2 separate regions of the Ovis aries genome follow, and region 2 is linked to region 1. A link is a contact called in public Hi-C data. All regions are on one chromosome and are shown on one strand. Each heading gives the region's core, a stretch centred on a gene start, on an enhancer-like site or on the middle of the called end of the contact. The rest is flanking DNA. Distances are from core to core; before and after follow the strand shown.

Region 1 (7,845 bases), core at 3,113-5,612:
TCATTCTCTAGAGGAGAAGGACCCACCTGCTGTTTGGAGTAAGTCCTGCTTTCTACACTAGACCTGGGTCTGAGCCTGACCCTGCCTCAGTATCCACTTCTATAACGTGGGTCAATAATACTTAATTTACAGGTTTTTTATAAGGGCCAGGGATGAGGTAAGAATGTATAAAATGAAGACGTAGGGACTTCCCTGGTGGTTTCAGTGGGCTCGCAACACAGGGGGCCTGGGTTCAGTCCCTGGTCTGGGAACTAGATCCCACATGCCTCAACTAAGAATTCGCATGCTGCAACTAAGAATTCACGTGGCCAAATAGTTTTTTAAATAAAAAGAAAGAAAAGAAAATGAAGATCTGAATCTCACCTTGCTGACTGCAAAGTGTGGTTGTGAAAACCAAAGTAACAGATGACAGAGCTGGGAAGGGCCATGCTTTCTGCAGATGCTCAGCTCTCCTCATTTCTTTCTTTTGCTACAGCCTCCTGCCCCCTGGCCTCTTGAGTCCCTCCTCCACTACAGATTCAGAGTGAACTCTCTAAAGCAGACAGGCTCCTGCCCCTCCCACTTAGGTTTTACCCTTTACCCTGGCCAGGCCTTTCTTTCTTCAGTCTATTTCTCCCATCTTGCCACTTTACCCCGAATTTATTTGGCTGCAACAGGTCTTAGTTGTGGAATGTGGTATTTTTAGCTGGGACGTGCAAACTCTTAGTCGCAGCATGTGGGATCTCGTTCCCTGACCAGGGATCAAACCCTAGCCCCCTGCATTGGGAGCACTAAGTCTCAGCTACTGGAATACCAGGGAAGTCCCACCTCCGTGGTCTTCTTAATGCTTGTCCCCTCCACTAGAGCACCCTTCCTCCAATCCTAGCTAAAGCCAGTCATCCTTTAATTACTAATTTCTGACATTTCCAGACCTTTTCTGGCTCCACTGGACTAGATTCGAGGCCCACGGCACCAGGAGCAGAGATCTATCACCATGCCAAGCACATGCTTCTTTATAACCATCTGTGGGTTGACTTCCCCAACTAGATCAGCTCCTCACAGTCAGGGGTTTAGAAGACTCATTTCTGCATTTCCAGTCTTAGCACAGTGCCAGGCTGTTTACTGAACAAATAGATGACTATAAAAACAGGGTGGCGTTTTTATTGTAAGAAAGTTGAAATAGTTCACACATGATTAACTCTTGAGTTAATCAGAAAAACTGCTTCTGTAGTCTCATACTACATGACTATTAGAGAATAATTAGTATTACTATGAAACGGGGCGTTTTTTAAAAATTGGCACCACGAAGGATGGAAACCAAAGGGTACTTTCAAGGTACTTTTGAGTTCCTTGAGTCTGCACAGTTCTGAGATGCTTTCCTTTTCCTAGAATCTGAGAAATATTCTGATCTCTACATCTGTGGTCATGATGACATGACCCCCTGATAAGCAATCATCCCAAAGCTATTTCTCATCAGTGCATGAAAACAACGAACTGGCATTTAGTTCAGTTCAGTCGCTCAGTCGTGTCTGACTCTCTGCGACCCCATGGACGCAGCACGCCAGGCCTCCCTGTCCATCACCAACTCCTGGAGCCTACTCAAACTCATGTCCATTGAGTCGGTGATGCCATCCAACCATCTCATCCCCTGTCGTCCCCTTCTCTTCCTGCCCTCAATCTTTCCCAGCATCAGGGTTTTTTCAAATGAGTCAGTTCTTCACATGAGGTGGCCAAAGTATTGGAGTTTCCAGCTTCAACATCAGTCCTTCCAATAAATATTCAGGACTGATTTCCTTTAGGATGGACTGGTTGGATCTCCTTGCAGTCCACGGGACTCTGAAGAATCTTTTCCAACAGCACAGTTCAAAAACATCAATTGTTTGGCACTCAGCTTTCTTTATAGTCCAACTCTCACATCCATACATGACTACTGGAAAAACCATAACCTTGACTAGATGGACCTTTGTTGGCAAAGTAATGTCTCTGCTTTTTAATATGCTGTCTAATATTCTTGGTCATAACTTTCCTTCCAAAGAGTAAGTGTCTTTTAATATCATGGCTGCAAACACCATCTGCAGTGATTTTGGGAGCCCCCCAAAATAAAGTCTCCCACTGTTTCCCCATCTATTTGCCATGAACTTAGTTTTCTGAATGTTGAGCTTTAAGCCAACTTCTTCACTCTCCTCTTTCACTTTCATCAAGAGGCTCTTTAGTTCTTCTTTGCTTTCTGCCATAAGGGTGGTGTCATCTGCATATCTGAGGTTATTAAGTCTGCAACCCAATGGACCATAGCCCTCCGGGATCCTTCTGTCCATGGGATTTCCCAGGCAAGAATACTGGAGTGTATTGCCATTTCCTTCTCCAGGGGATCTTTCCAACCCAAGGATTGAACCTGTCTCTCCTCCACTGTAGGGGGATGCTTTACCATCTGAGCCACCATTAATCAGCTCCTTTTAAGCTTCAAATGGTACAGTCTAGTTCTCACAGGTGTTGGCAATTAATTATTAACGACTTTTGATTTTATTGTTGAATTTTTAAAATTTATTTATTTGGCTGCATCGAGTAAGTTCAGTAGCTGTGGTGCTCAGGCTTAGTTGCTCCCAGGCATGTAGGATCTTAGCTCCCCCAATGATCAAACTTGCCTCCCCTACACTGCAAGGTAGATTCTTAACCACTGCACCACCACGGAAGTCTCCCCAGATTGTGATTTTTATCTCTAGGGTTTACTGCCACTAACTGAGGACCTCAGGGTGAGAATCACTGACATAGACTAGCTAAGACCATTTTTTTTCCTTGCTTTTAACCTTTTAAAGATTTGTATCATTTTACTCACAAATACACAATGCTTTTAAGTAAATGTCAACGCTAGATATGGAAAATATTTTCCAAATAGAAAATATTATACATAATGAGAAATTCATAATTTTATATTTGATGGAAAACTGACACTTCTGGAGGAATGTACCCAGACATGGTGTTAAGGATCATTAAGAATTTCTGCTTAAATATTTAGAATCCTTACAACTCCTAGACTTAGCTTCTTTCCTTGGGTGGACACAGGTGAGGTGCTAGCAGTTTGAAAGAGCTTTCTTATTTTTGATTATCTCAAATTAAGAGGTCTGTTTAGTCTGAAAAAAAGGGGGGGGAGAGTCTGTGTTCCTTTTACTTTTAGAAGGAAAGTTTATCTTTCCAAACTTCTCAGAGGCAGAAATGTTTTAGACCCAAGCTTACTTGATTTCCCATCTGCCTTTTATTATCAGGTACTTGGTTAATTACGGTCATCTGAAGAATATATCATTTAGATGGTTTTCCTAGTTACGATCTTTATTACTAACCAATAAATGAAACCGCTTGGATTTCACAAGTAAAACCAACCAGTTGATATTTACAGGGTGAGGGTTTTAAAGAAAAATAAACCTTTAAAACTATGGTTTATTTTGCACTGAAGTTAGGGATCAGGGATCAGGGTGCTTTTCTAAGCCTTTAGTAGTGGGGAAAGGTGGAGTCACTTTAGACTTGCTGGTTTCACACTGGGATTACTTCAGAGCATTGCTTCAAGGGGAGCACTGGGGTAACAGAAAGCAGACTGAATGGGCTGAGCCATGCAGTGTGACCAAGAAACAGGCTGAGGACGACAGACCTCCAACAAGCTTAAGCTGTCCCAGGTGCCCGCAAATTCCAGCGCTTTCTATCTGCCAAACTTTACTTTTTTGAAAAGCTGGGATCTCCAAACGAGGGTCAGCTGTGCTGAGGAGCTCCGGGGTGCGGCGGAAGCAGTGTCCTGGGGTGCAGAATTTGAGGGCACTCACTGGCTTAGATCCCAGGATTGCTACCTCCTGGTGGCTACATGGTGGCGGAGGCCGGGCACGAGACAGACGCCTCTAACTCACTGAAACAGCGAGGACTCAGGATCCCTGCTCACACCAAGTACATCTAATTTTTCAGGAGTTTTTACGTAGACACACATCTGAAGAAACCAGCCTACACCCATAAAAGTTCTCACGCATTCTAACCCCACTCGCTAGTTAGCATCCCTACATAAGGCAGGAGAGATGAACCTAGAGTTTGAAATTACCCTGGCACGGGCACCCCAAATCAGGCTTCCCAAAGCCCAGCGGAGACTGGAGGGCACCGGGAGAATGGGACAGAAACAAGTTTTAAATAAATTCTTCGGAGCGAAACTGGTTGCTCCATCCCTAAATTTTAGCAACGTTAGGGCTTCTCAGGTTGGCAACAGCTAAGATTTCACAGCCCACCCCACCACCAAGAAAAAATATGATGGCCCGGAAGAGCCCCCCACTACCTTGCTACAGCGCCAGGTGGACAGGTCTCCGAGGCCGGGAAGCACGCGACCGGAGCCCGGGCGCTGCCCGCAGGAAAGGCGCAGCGGCGAGCGACCGAGACCAGAGCTGCGGCTCTGGCCCCGCCCTATAGCGCCCCGCCCCCTGGACGCCACGCCCCTCGGCCGCCCGCAAACCCTCGGGGCTCGGCCGCCGCAGCCGCAGCTCGGTCACCCCCGGACCCCAGCGCCCGGTGCATTGTGGGAAACCGGAGCCCGCCGCCGAGCTTGCACTGACCCCTGGCGGGCGCGTCCGAGAACTAACCCAGGGCTGGCGGACACCGTGTCCGGAAACCGACCGAGGGAGGAGAGGCGCCCGGCGCTCAGGGGGAGCACAGGGAGCTCGCACTGGTTGCCTATTGCTCCACATCTCAAAGATGAAAATAAATGATGCTTTCAAAGTCCGTAGGGCCCCCTCCCGGGTAGTGATGTAGGTGAAAAACTAAGCAACTGTCAGTCTTGGAGAACCTTTTTAAGTTAGGAAAAGTAATTTTAAAATCATAAAACTAAGTGACATGAAGATTATGGAAAAACCTGCACAGTTAGTTTTTAGTTCTGTGAAACCACAGATCAGCTCAATCTGTCTAGAGAATAACGGTAATACGGAACATAGACTACAAAAGTGTCTAATCCAAGACTTGTTCTTCTTGGTATACACCTCAAGGAAACGGTTCAAGTGGGGTAAAAATAAATTATACAAAAATATTCACAGTGACAAATTAGAAAGTAACAGCTAAAAATACGTGAAAGGCATAAAAATAATACGTGTGTGTTAGTTGCTCACTTATTTAATACAACAACCTCGGCCCAGGGATCGAACCCAGGTCTCCTGCATTGCAGGCAGATTCTTTGCCATCGGAGCCAATACCATCTTTTTAAAAAATAATATGTAGCAACTTAAAGAAAAATATGAATATCATCACTAACTAGAAATATTTCTATCAAATAATGTTAAAAACACAGAACCCAAGAAAGCCCATGGCCTGTGATTGTATGTGAAAAACATATGTGTTAACAAATGTGAAAAGAACCTTGGGAACAAGGTATATGGAGTTTAACATGTGGTGAGGCTTCCCTGGTGGCTCAGTGGTAAGGAACCTGCCTGCCGATGCAGGAGATGCAGGTTCAATCCCTGGGTGGGGAAGATCCCTTGCAGAGGAAATGGCCCCTCTAGTATTCTTGCCTGAAAAATCCCACAGACAGGGGAGCCGGGCAGGCTATAGTTCATAGGGTCCCAACAAGTTGAAAGACTGAGCAAGCATGCAAGTTGTTTTATCTTTACTAAATAACTTTTTAAACATTTCTAACTTGTGGGGGACTAGTTCTAATTTTGGATGGAACTGCAGTATTTTAGTTTCCCTTCACTTTACATGATAAAGAAAAAATGCTGAGGTTTTAGTGAACCCAGACAGTTTTGCGTATCTGCAAACCCTGATGGGGCACAAAACAAAAGTAAATTTATTAGGGGCGTGTATTAGTTCACTAGAGCTATAACTACCACTGACTGGGCAACTTAAGCAACAGAATTTATCGTCTCACAGTTCTAAAGACTGAAAGTCTGAGATCATGGTATTGGCAGGATTGATTCCTTCTGGGAGCAGTGAGGGGTCTGTTGTTCAGTCACCAAGTCATGTCCAACCCTTTGCGACGCGATGGACGGCAGCACACCAGGCTTCCCTATCCTCCACTATCTCCTGGAGTTTGCTCAAACTCATGTCTATTGAGTCGATGATGCTATCTAACCATCTCATTCTCTGCCACCCTCTTCTCCTTTTGCCTTCAATCTTTCCCAGCATCAGGTTCTTTTCTAATGAGTTGGCCCTTCACATAAGGTGGCCAAAGTATTGGACCTTCAGCATCAGTCCTTCCAATGAATATTCAGGATTGATGTCCTTTAGGACTGACCGGTTTGACCTCCTTGCTGTCCAAGGGACTCTCAAGGACTTCTCCAGCACCGCAATTGAAAAGCATCAATTCTTCTGGACTCAGTCTTTTTTATTTAGTAATCCTGTATACAGTCTCAAACATATCAAAACCCTGTCAACTTGAACCCAGTAAAGCTAAACTGATTACAGCATTCTTCTCTCTGTCCTCTAACACCTTTCAGGCCTTCCCAGTGGAATCAGAGATATTAATGGAAGAAGACAGCCTTTAGCTTCACAGATAGTAGATCAGATGCGCCTGACCTCCTACAGGAAGGGCTTGGAGAAGATGTGTCCACGTGCCCAGGGTGGAAGGTGCCATCTCTTGCATTCGTGCCTCAGGAACAAGGTCAGAGAGGCTGTGGGTGGAGAACTGTAAGCAGGATCTGATCACTGGAAAACACACACAAACACCCTCCTGTGAAGAACTCAACTTTGGTTCAGGAGGCCGGTAAGAGCCTCAGCTTGGGGATGTCGACCAAAAAAGATGCCCAGCTTGAGAGCTGTGAAGTTTTATTGGGGGCCAAATGAGGACTGCAGCCCAAGAGGCAGCATCTCAGATAACTCTGGGAGACTGCTCCAAAGAAGCAGTGGGGGGAGGTCAAGGTCAATATATAAGGTTTTGGTGAAGGGGGAGTTCAATACCATTAAGCCCTCATTTTACAAAAGGTTTTTTGCTGGTCATGAGGATCTGATGTCACCATGAAGGGATTTAGTGCTTTTCTAGATATGAGGAGATGCAAGGATTGAGATCATAAAATCTGTTCCTAAAATCATCCATCACTTCATGACAAATAGATGGGGAAAGAATGGAAACAGTAACAGACTTTATTTTCTTGGGCTTCAAAATCACTGCAGATGGTGAGTGCAGCCGTAAAATTAAAAGACACTTGCTCCTTGGAAGAAAAGCTATGACCAACCTAGACAAAATATTAAAAAGCAGAGACATTACTTTGCCAACAAGGTCTGACTAGTCAAAGCTATGGTTTTTCCAGTAGTCACGTATAGATTCGAGAGTTGCACCATAAAGAAAGCTGAGTGCTGAAGAATTGATGCTTTTGAACTGTGGTGTTGGAGGAGACTCTTAGAGAGTTCCTTGGACTTCACGGAGATCAAACCAATCAATCCTAAAGGAAATCAGTCCTGAATATTCATTGGAAGGACTGATCCAATCTTCCTGAGCTGAGCCAGCCTCTCCCAACTCATCTCACTACATGGTTTCGACAAGAAGCTTAAAATCATTACTGAGTCCTGCCTCCTGCTTTTGGAGATGATGGGGACCCAGTAGATCTCTGAGAGAACAAAGCCCTAACACCTCCAGTTTCATCTGTTTGTTTGTTAATTCTTCTAAAGGAACCAGAAGCCCAATTAGAGGTATACTGATAAAAACAACGGACTCTCCAGAAAAAAAGCTCTAATTCCTGGTGTTTGCAGATTTCTGCGGTGTAAATAAAACTGAGCAGAACCCTGTGTGGCTCCTGGGCATAGAAACCTTTCTGTATCCTCCTTTCTTGTTTGTAGGAATTAGGCTTCAGCCACCCTGAAAGGGAAAGTGAAAGTCACTCAGTCATGTCTGACTCTTTGTGACCCCATGGACTATACAAG
Region 2 (7,845 bases), core at 3,495-5,994, 72 kb before region 1:
ACTCGCTTCAGTCACGTCCAACGCTTTGGGAGCCTATGGACCGTAGCCCACCAGGCTCCCCTGTCCATGGGATTCTCCAGGCAACAACACTGGAGTGGGCTGCATGCCCTCCCTCCGGGGGATCTTCCAACCCAGGGACTGAACGTCCATCTCTTACATCTCCTGCATTAGCACCACCTAAGTAGGCCCTAACAGAGATTACTATCATCAGAAATGTGACCTCTACAACACTGAAGCTTCTTTTTCTCAAGGAAACCAGAAATAGAGATTTTCATGTGAAATCTCCTCATTTCTAAGAACCGGCACCCGATGTGAGACTTGGTGTAAGTTGGGCAGCCCAGCTGTATGCACAGGCCTTTTCTGATCCATGCACACCAATCTGCAACTCACGTCTGGGAAACATGATGGCTATCTTCCAGCATCTGAAGAACTGTCACAGGTAAAAGGAATAGATTTGTTCTACACAGCCCCGAAAGGCGGCCCTCCCAGAGAGGCCGACTGCAGCTCAGTAAGAACAAGCGTCCTGAAAACCAGGCTGCAAATTAGAATGGGTGGCCCGGGTGGTTCGCATCACTGTAAGTATTCAAAAAGACACAGGTCAGTAATTCTGCCTTCTAGTACATCTTCTGGCCAAATAACTAAAAGCCCACTCCCCACCCCCCCTCCAAAGCCTCAGTTTTCTTTCCTACCTTCCTTCCCCTTCACAAAAAGGAATATTGGGTCTTCCCTAGTGGCTCAGAGAATCCGCCTGCCAATGCAGGAGTCACAGGTTTAATCCCTGGTCCAGGAAAATCCCACATGGCACAGAGCAGCTAAGCCCGTGCTCTAGAGCCCATGCTCTGCAACAAGAGAAGCCTCCGCAATAAGAAGTCCTCACACTGCAACACAGAGTGGCCCTGACTCACTGTAACTAGGGAAAAGCCTGTGCAGCAACGAAGACCCAGCACAGGCAAAAAAATAATTTTTTTTTAAAGGAATATTCTAACACTTAGCCTCCTATCTCTGAGAGTTACTGTAAAGATCAAAATCTACGCGAGAAACAATGTATGAAAGTACGGCATGATCGACAAGGACTATAGTAATTTAAGACATTACTGTAATCTACCACCATCATGGACTGATGTATGTCGAATCTCTCCTACTGTACAGACAAAGGGCATATTCCAAATCTAATTCACTCTTTTTTTATTCCTCACTCAGTAGCAAATCTTTGTCGAAAAAACATTTTAAAAAGAGGCTGGAGGAAGAGAGTTAAAATGATGACAAATGTTAAGAGAATAAGAAAACAAACAGTCAACAAAGCAAACATCCAGGAGGTTAATCATTAATATCACTCACTGGTCAGTCTAAAAGGTACTGGGCCCGTCAAACAGAGGAATATACAAAAGCAATCACATGCGTGTGAAGGGGTGATCTCGAGGCAGGCATCGGCAGCCAGATGTCTGTTCTGTAAATAGAGGCACACTGGAAGAGAGTCCTGATCATTCACTTACGGACGGCACGAGTGCTGCATATGTCCTATATGTCTGTTTCACTCTACAACAGCAAAGCTGAACACTTGTAGAGCCTAAAATACTCTCTATTTGGCCATTTACAGAAAAAGTTTGCCTACTTTTCTGTAAAAGTACTCCAGGGTTACAAACCACAAAGGTGGCTGGATGCTGAGACATAGCTCATCTTCCCACAGCTCCATCCCGTATTTTATGGGTCATCTGGGGGGCATGTGAGCAAAATCCTAGACTGGAAATTACAGCCTAAGTAGAGAGGAGGTAAATGTCACCAAGTGAGGTCTTCATATTCCTCTGATACACCCAGGATTATAAAAAGTTTAATACCGCTTCTCTTCATCTAGTAATATCACCAAAGAGGTCTGAAGGACTCCAAGTGTACAAGGAGTGTGGGACCAGTTCAGGCACAAAAAGATCACGCTTACTGGAGAGTCTACCCATTCCCCATGAGTTCTCGAACTCCGTCTGCCTGAGCTCCCCTATTTTCAAGGAACCTACAAATACATGAAAAATCCTTTCTTCTTACTTAGTTACCCTATCATTACAGGTTTTCAAGAGAAAGAGCTGCAAAAATTAAGAGGAAAGAAAAATAGGGTGGAGATAACTATGTTAACAGAAGTTTTCTGAGTTAAACTTAATATCCAGCAGAAATCAGTGCACAGGTTTATGGCTTTATGAAAGGTTTATATTCCTTGCCTCACTCTGAAGTAATTATATGCAAAGACATTCACAGCTGATCCAGAGGAACCTTCATCTTTCTCCTGATAACCTGAATCTCCTTCTGCTTTAGGCAGTATTTCCAACCCTCCCTCCAGGGGGCCACTGTGAGGTCCCAGATGTGATTTACGCTGTTAAGCATTTCTTCCTCCAGTTTACATAGCTTCATTTTCGAAGGCTGGGCTTCCCATGTTGTTTCTGTGTTTTTCTAAATCTACGCCTTGTGGGCATGCAGACAGCATGTCCCCCAGGGTTTGCTCAGACAATGTCTTGTGCTCTGGTTCAGTTATTCTAACTGTATTGACCTGGGACATCCTGATAGTCTTTCCAGTTAATGCCTCAGTTAAGGCTTCCCTGGTGGCTCAGAGGTTAAAGCGCCTGCCTCCAATGCAGGAGACTGGGGTTCGATCCCTGGGTTGGGAAGATGCCATCGGACACGACTGAGCGACTTCACTTCCACTTTAGGGGCCCTCCTACTCATACTCAGCACAGCTTATTGAGCCTGGGCCCCACTCCTGCACCACCCTTCAGTGAGTTCACTCAACAGCTAGCCTAAAGCCCTGAGGAAAAGGGCAGCTGCTTATCTAATCCCCACAACATTCTTCCCATGGCTTCAAGCCATCCATTCAACCTCCTCCTTCTCAGGCTTAACTCTACCCCTGACTCATTTCTCTCTATCCTATTTGCAGGAAGCCTTTTCTCTTCACAGGTTAAAGCTCTGAAGCCTAATGACAAAAAAATTCCAACTACATGCAGAACATTACATGCCAGAGTTTTCTCCCCTTTGATAAAGGGAGAAGTGGGAACCTGAAGACTCAAACTGGTCAATCATTTATCTGGTAGATACGTCCCCAGAGCAGCGGCTACCTCTTCAAGTATTAAATAAACCATGTTTTCGGTGTTCTGAAGATCTACAGTTCTAACCCTCTTTCAGAAAGCACTCAGAATAGGTTCCCTCATACTTCTGACTCCTCAGGCTCCCCATAGGAAATTCCCACAGGAGTCGGTATTTTTAATGAACCAAGGAAGAGTTTTAAGAAGATGGGTCTTCTTTCTTTTAAAGTCCCCCTGCTAAAAGTTGCTGAGAACACTGAGCTCCACTCAAAAGACTATCAGGATCTCCCAGGTTACCATCCCAGCCGCTCAGTACAGTTAGAATAACTGAACCAGAGCGCAAGACATTGGCTGAGCGAAACCGGGGTAAATGCAGTCTATGTGACCACAACGCACAGATTTAAAAAAAAAAAAAAAAAAAAAACCACTTGGGAAGCCCAGCCTTCAAAAAATGAAGCTACCTAAACTGGAGGGTGAACTACTTAAGACTTCTTAAGTAAATCACATGTGGGAAAAAAGGACAAGTGTCTGCTCCTCCTCCGAAGGAGTGGAACTTGGGGCTTGATGAAGCCCTTTCTAATTTGGGGGGGAAAAAAAAAAAAGAGCGGGTAAGAATCCACCAAAGTCAAGTCTTTTGAGAGCCACGAATAACAATGGCTCAAGCGGTAGAGAAGGGAAACAGCCTCTCTGCAGTCTAGCAGCCCTGCCGGGTCTCCAAAGGGCTTCGGATTCACACTGGGAATCCGCGCGCTGGGATAACTCGACTAAGATTTCAGTCGTGTAGACGCGCTCTCCGCAGCCCCTCTCCCGCCTGAGCAGCGCTAGGCCCATCACTGTAGAGCCTGGGTACCAGAGCCCCAGATGCACAAAAGAGCAGAGCCTGGACCCTTCCTTGGGCAGGAAGTGGCTATTCTGACTGCGGGCTCCTCGTGTAAGGAGGTGAGCCGGGTGAAAAGAGGCCAAGAAGAGCAGCTGCAGGCGGCTGTGTCTGAATGCAGCGGAAAGCAGATGTGGAAGTCTGTGCGCGCTCAGAAGGGGAGGGGGGGCGGTCCAGATACCCCTTCGTGGACCGAAGATGCTCTACATAAGCCGCTGGACAAACACAGGGGGGCAAAGGATGGGGGAGGACTTTCGGGTGCAAAAGTGGCTGCACGGCTGTGGCTGAGCCTTTAGAAAACGGGGTGGAGGTGGGTGCGAGCTAACCGGGGCTCTAGGGGGCGTGTGGGGGTGGGGAGGTCGCGTTTAGAGCTCCCTGTACCCCCAGGGTGGGGCCCGTTACCGGTTACCCTCTTCGCTGGTGGCTAAGGCCCCGGAGGTCCTCTCCCGGGCCCCCGAGACGTCTGGGAAGGCCTACTCCGAGGCTGCACGCCCCCGCCACGCAGGGCAGCAGCCTCCCCCCCGGCTCCCGCGACCCCAGAGCAGCCAGACCCGGTCCAGCCCGGTGCCCGGCTCTCGCGGCCGGCCCCGGGGTCCCTACCACGAGCCTCTTCCGGGCCGCCGCCCCGGCTGCTCGGGGCTCCCCCCGCCGCCGCCAGGAGTCCTACCGGCTTCCAGTTCAGCGGCTCGCCGCTGCCGCCTGCGCGAGACTCGGGTTCCCAAAAGCCGCTCTCGCCGCCTGCAGCCCGCCTTCCAGGCCGCGCCGAATCCTCCGCTCCCCCTGCTGGCGAGCAGCCATTTCCGACCTGTGCCGGCGGAACTTGCCGAAGTGCGCAGCGCCGGAAATGGCCGAACCCAGGCGCTCGCGAGCCTGGGGTCCGGGGGTGGGGGGGGGCGAGGGCAGAAGGGGCGGGGCGAGGGCTTCAGCGGCTCCGCCGACCGCGCCCGAAGAGCCTCGGAGGCCTCGGACCCCCGCAGCGGGGCTCGCCAGGGTCCGCGGGCGGCGGCGCCGGGGATTGTGGGAGCCGCCGGTGGAGAAGAAGCGTGGGCCTGCCTCTCTCGGCCCTCAGACCCGCCTCCTACCAGTGCCCCAACTCTTTCCGAAAAACCTCTCCGGGGGGTGCAGAGGAGCCAAAGCTCTCCGCCGGACCTGGAACGCGTTCCGACTCCAGAGCCTCAGCCATTGAACTTCAGATCTAAACTAAAGCCGTCCCCACAGAAAAGGCCTTCTTCAATGAGCTGACGGTCTCCGAAAAGGTCTGGAGTTGGGAAACACTGAATATTTAACAACAAAGAAAAGGCCGGACGGCAAGAATGCCTAGGGGAAAAATCCAGGGGCTTTGCAGAAACAATGCCTTAGTCCAGTCGTGTTGGCGTGATCAGCCACAACCGGGAGGAAAAGGCGAAGCTGTCTGAAATACTTAAGAGCCAACCTCTCGGAATGGAAAAGTGCCACACATCCTACAACTCTTAAGAGACTTGTCAACCTTCACACTTGCAAAGTCAAGACAAGGCTTTTCGGAGAAAAATGCTGGGAGTGGGCGAAGGACGCTGGACGTGGAAGACAGAGTGGCTGGAGGTTCGCAACACTGTACAGGAGGCAGTGACCAAAACGACCCCCAAGAAAAAGAAGGAACTCCACCAATCATGCAAGAGAGACCTGATCATTACTGGTCACTCAAAAATGAGTTTAAGTCATTATTTAAAATCAATAACTGCAATATGAGCTAAGATCAAATTTGCTTCAACTTTTTAAAATCATGTTTCTAATTTCCAAAAGGCAGGGCTTCTAGTCCAGGGAACCGGAAACACACCAGGACCCGAAGAAGCTGCTGGCTGGGATCCCGGTGCTTGGGTGGTCTGTATCTTAGAGGAGCTAAAGCCCCTGAGACCACTCACAGCAGCCCTGTTTCATCCACACACCCTTCTTGGGGGAGCCCAGAGGCCGGACAAAGCCCTGAAGATTGATGTTTCCCATAGGGGACAGTTTGGGCCAAGGATTCTTAAAAACCTAGCAACCTGTTTTCCAGAGAGCACACTTCCTCCCTCCATACCTATCAGCCCCTCCTTTTTCTGATCCCGCTTTTCTTCTCTCTTTCCTGACATCTCCTTCCTTATCCCTCACCACACAGTTCTCTCTTCTTTTCCCTTTATTACAAACAACAAAGTCAAACCTTCAAAGTCTCACCACCATCATATATGTGCAAAAACAACCCCTTTCTAGCTTTTGCCAGTTTTGTTCAAGAAGGCTGCAGGCAAGGAAGCAAACATCAAAATGCTTTAAAAGTCAAAAGCATGGCAAGAAATAAAAATAGGGAAAACTGCTGCCCAAATATTATGAGTAGCCTAAAGTTGTCCTTTTTTTTTTTTTTTTTTTTCTTTTTTAACAGTTCATCTTCACTCTCCTCCAGAGGTCTGTGACAGCAGGCGGAAGACTGGCAGTGTGGTAGGAGACACAACAGAAGCCAGGGCTGGTTCACCAGGTGCTGGTTCATCACCAGGAGCTGGCTCGTGTGCCCGCGGACAAGAGAGGACCTGCAGGTAGCTTCTTCCTGGAGGACTCAGCCCAGACAACTTCTCCACCTAAGTGACTTAACACATTGCTGCCCCAAATGTCAACTTACTTGATTCCAACAACAGTTCAAGATTTAGGCAGAAAAAGGACATGCAACCAAAATGTGGTGAAGTCTCGACATCCCCGGAACCCCAGGTGCTCCTGAGCACCCGCCTCCTGTGGGTCCTATGAGTCTCTCCTCTCCCACTATTTCTTCCTCTCACACAGTTCATCTCACTAACTAGTTATGACCTGGGCTTTTTTTTTGGCGGGGGGGAAGGGGGCATTACAGGGCATATGGAAAATTCTCTAATCAGAGATCCAACCCACACCTCCTGCAAAGGAAGCTCAGAATCTTAACCACAGGAACACCAAGGAAGTCCCTGGGCTCCTTTCTTTTCCTCCCCACTGTCTCTTCTGAGCATTATCTCTACCTTGAAGCAGATCCCTCACTGCATCGCCCCAGTCTGTTTTCCAGCTGCACTCGAGACATCACCATACCATCACCATCCTGTGAATACCTATTTCATGAATACTTAATTGCCAGGCAATATGCTCAACCCTTTGTAAGCACTGTCTCATTTCAATCCTTGCAGGGTGAAATCAGCTTACTGATAGGGAACTGACATGTAAAGAGGCTAAAGCATGCCTTCCCTGGTGGTTCAGTGGCTAGGATTTTGCCAATGCAGAGGGTGTGGGTTCGATCCTTGGTCAGAGAGCTAAGATCCCACATGCCTCTCAGCCGAAAAACCAAAACATAAAACAGAAGTAACAAATTCAAGACTTTAAAAATGGTCCACAACAAAAAAATCTTTAAAAAGAAAAGAGACTAAATAAAGAAGTTGCCCAAGATCACAGAGTAAGGCACCAAGTAACCACAGATGCGACTCCCAACTCTCCCCAGCTGCAGAGTCAACATTCTGGACCAGAACAATCTGGCTGTCTCGCCAGGCCCTTAAACTTAATGCCTCCACACTGAACTCATCTTTATCCCTTCCCTCTATACTCTCCTCAAATCCCCTTATTTACTGGTTCCCAAAGACTCGGGCATGACTAAAGCGACTTAGCACGCACACATGCGCTCATTCTTACGTAACACAGAAATTAAAAACCTGCCATCATCTTTTTTTTTTTTTTTTGGCTACACCTCGGGGCTTTCAGGATCCTAGTTTCCCGACCAGGGATTGAACCTGGCTCACAGCAGTAAAAGCACCATGTCCTAACCACTGGACCAGCAGGGAACTCTCCTGGCATCATCTTCAAGGTCTCTCTTTACATGCATGTGAAATCCATCTTCAAGGCTTAAAGCCTTGATCTGCAAGATGTCTACCATCTCTACTCTACAGTCTCACACTT

Evidence for each region. A called contact is a pair of places that touch in the nucleus more often than the background predicts.
Region 2: a contact with region 1 is called in a Hi-C map of muscle, with 2.7 times the contacts expected there. The contact joins the enhancer-like site here to the promoter of EXTL3 in region 1. A contact is called at or near these places in 2 of 16 Hi-C or Micro-C datasets (mixed tissues and muscle).

The regions. Positions count from the first base shown.
Region 1 is chr2:103,076,583-103,084,427 of ARS-UI_Ramb_v3.0, reverse strand. It overlaps EXTL3 (exostosin like glycosyltransferase 3), which reads right to left and starts at 4,362. Exons shown (of 10, transcript XM_060409568.1): 1 at 4,283-4,362.
Region 2 is chr2:103,148,595-103,156,439 of ARS-UI_Ramb_v3.0, reverse strand. EXTL3 (exostosin like glycosyltransferase 3) reads right to left here. Exons shown (of 10, transcript XM_060409568.1): 4 at 4,537-7,845. Among named protein-coding and RNA genes, the nearest start is that of EXTL3, 72 kb to the right of the region's middle. Within about 2 kb of position 4,744, at least 42 of the 54 cell types and tissues checked have an H3K27ac peak or open chromatin away from gene starts, as enhancers often do. A contact at or near this core is called in muscle, where this site is marked.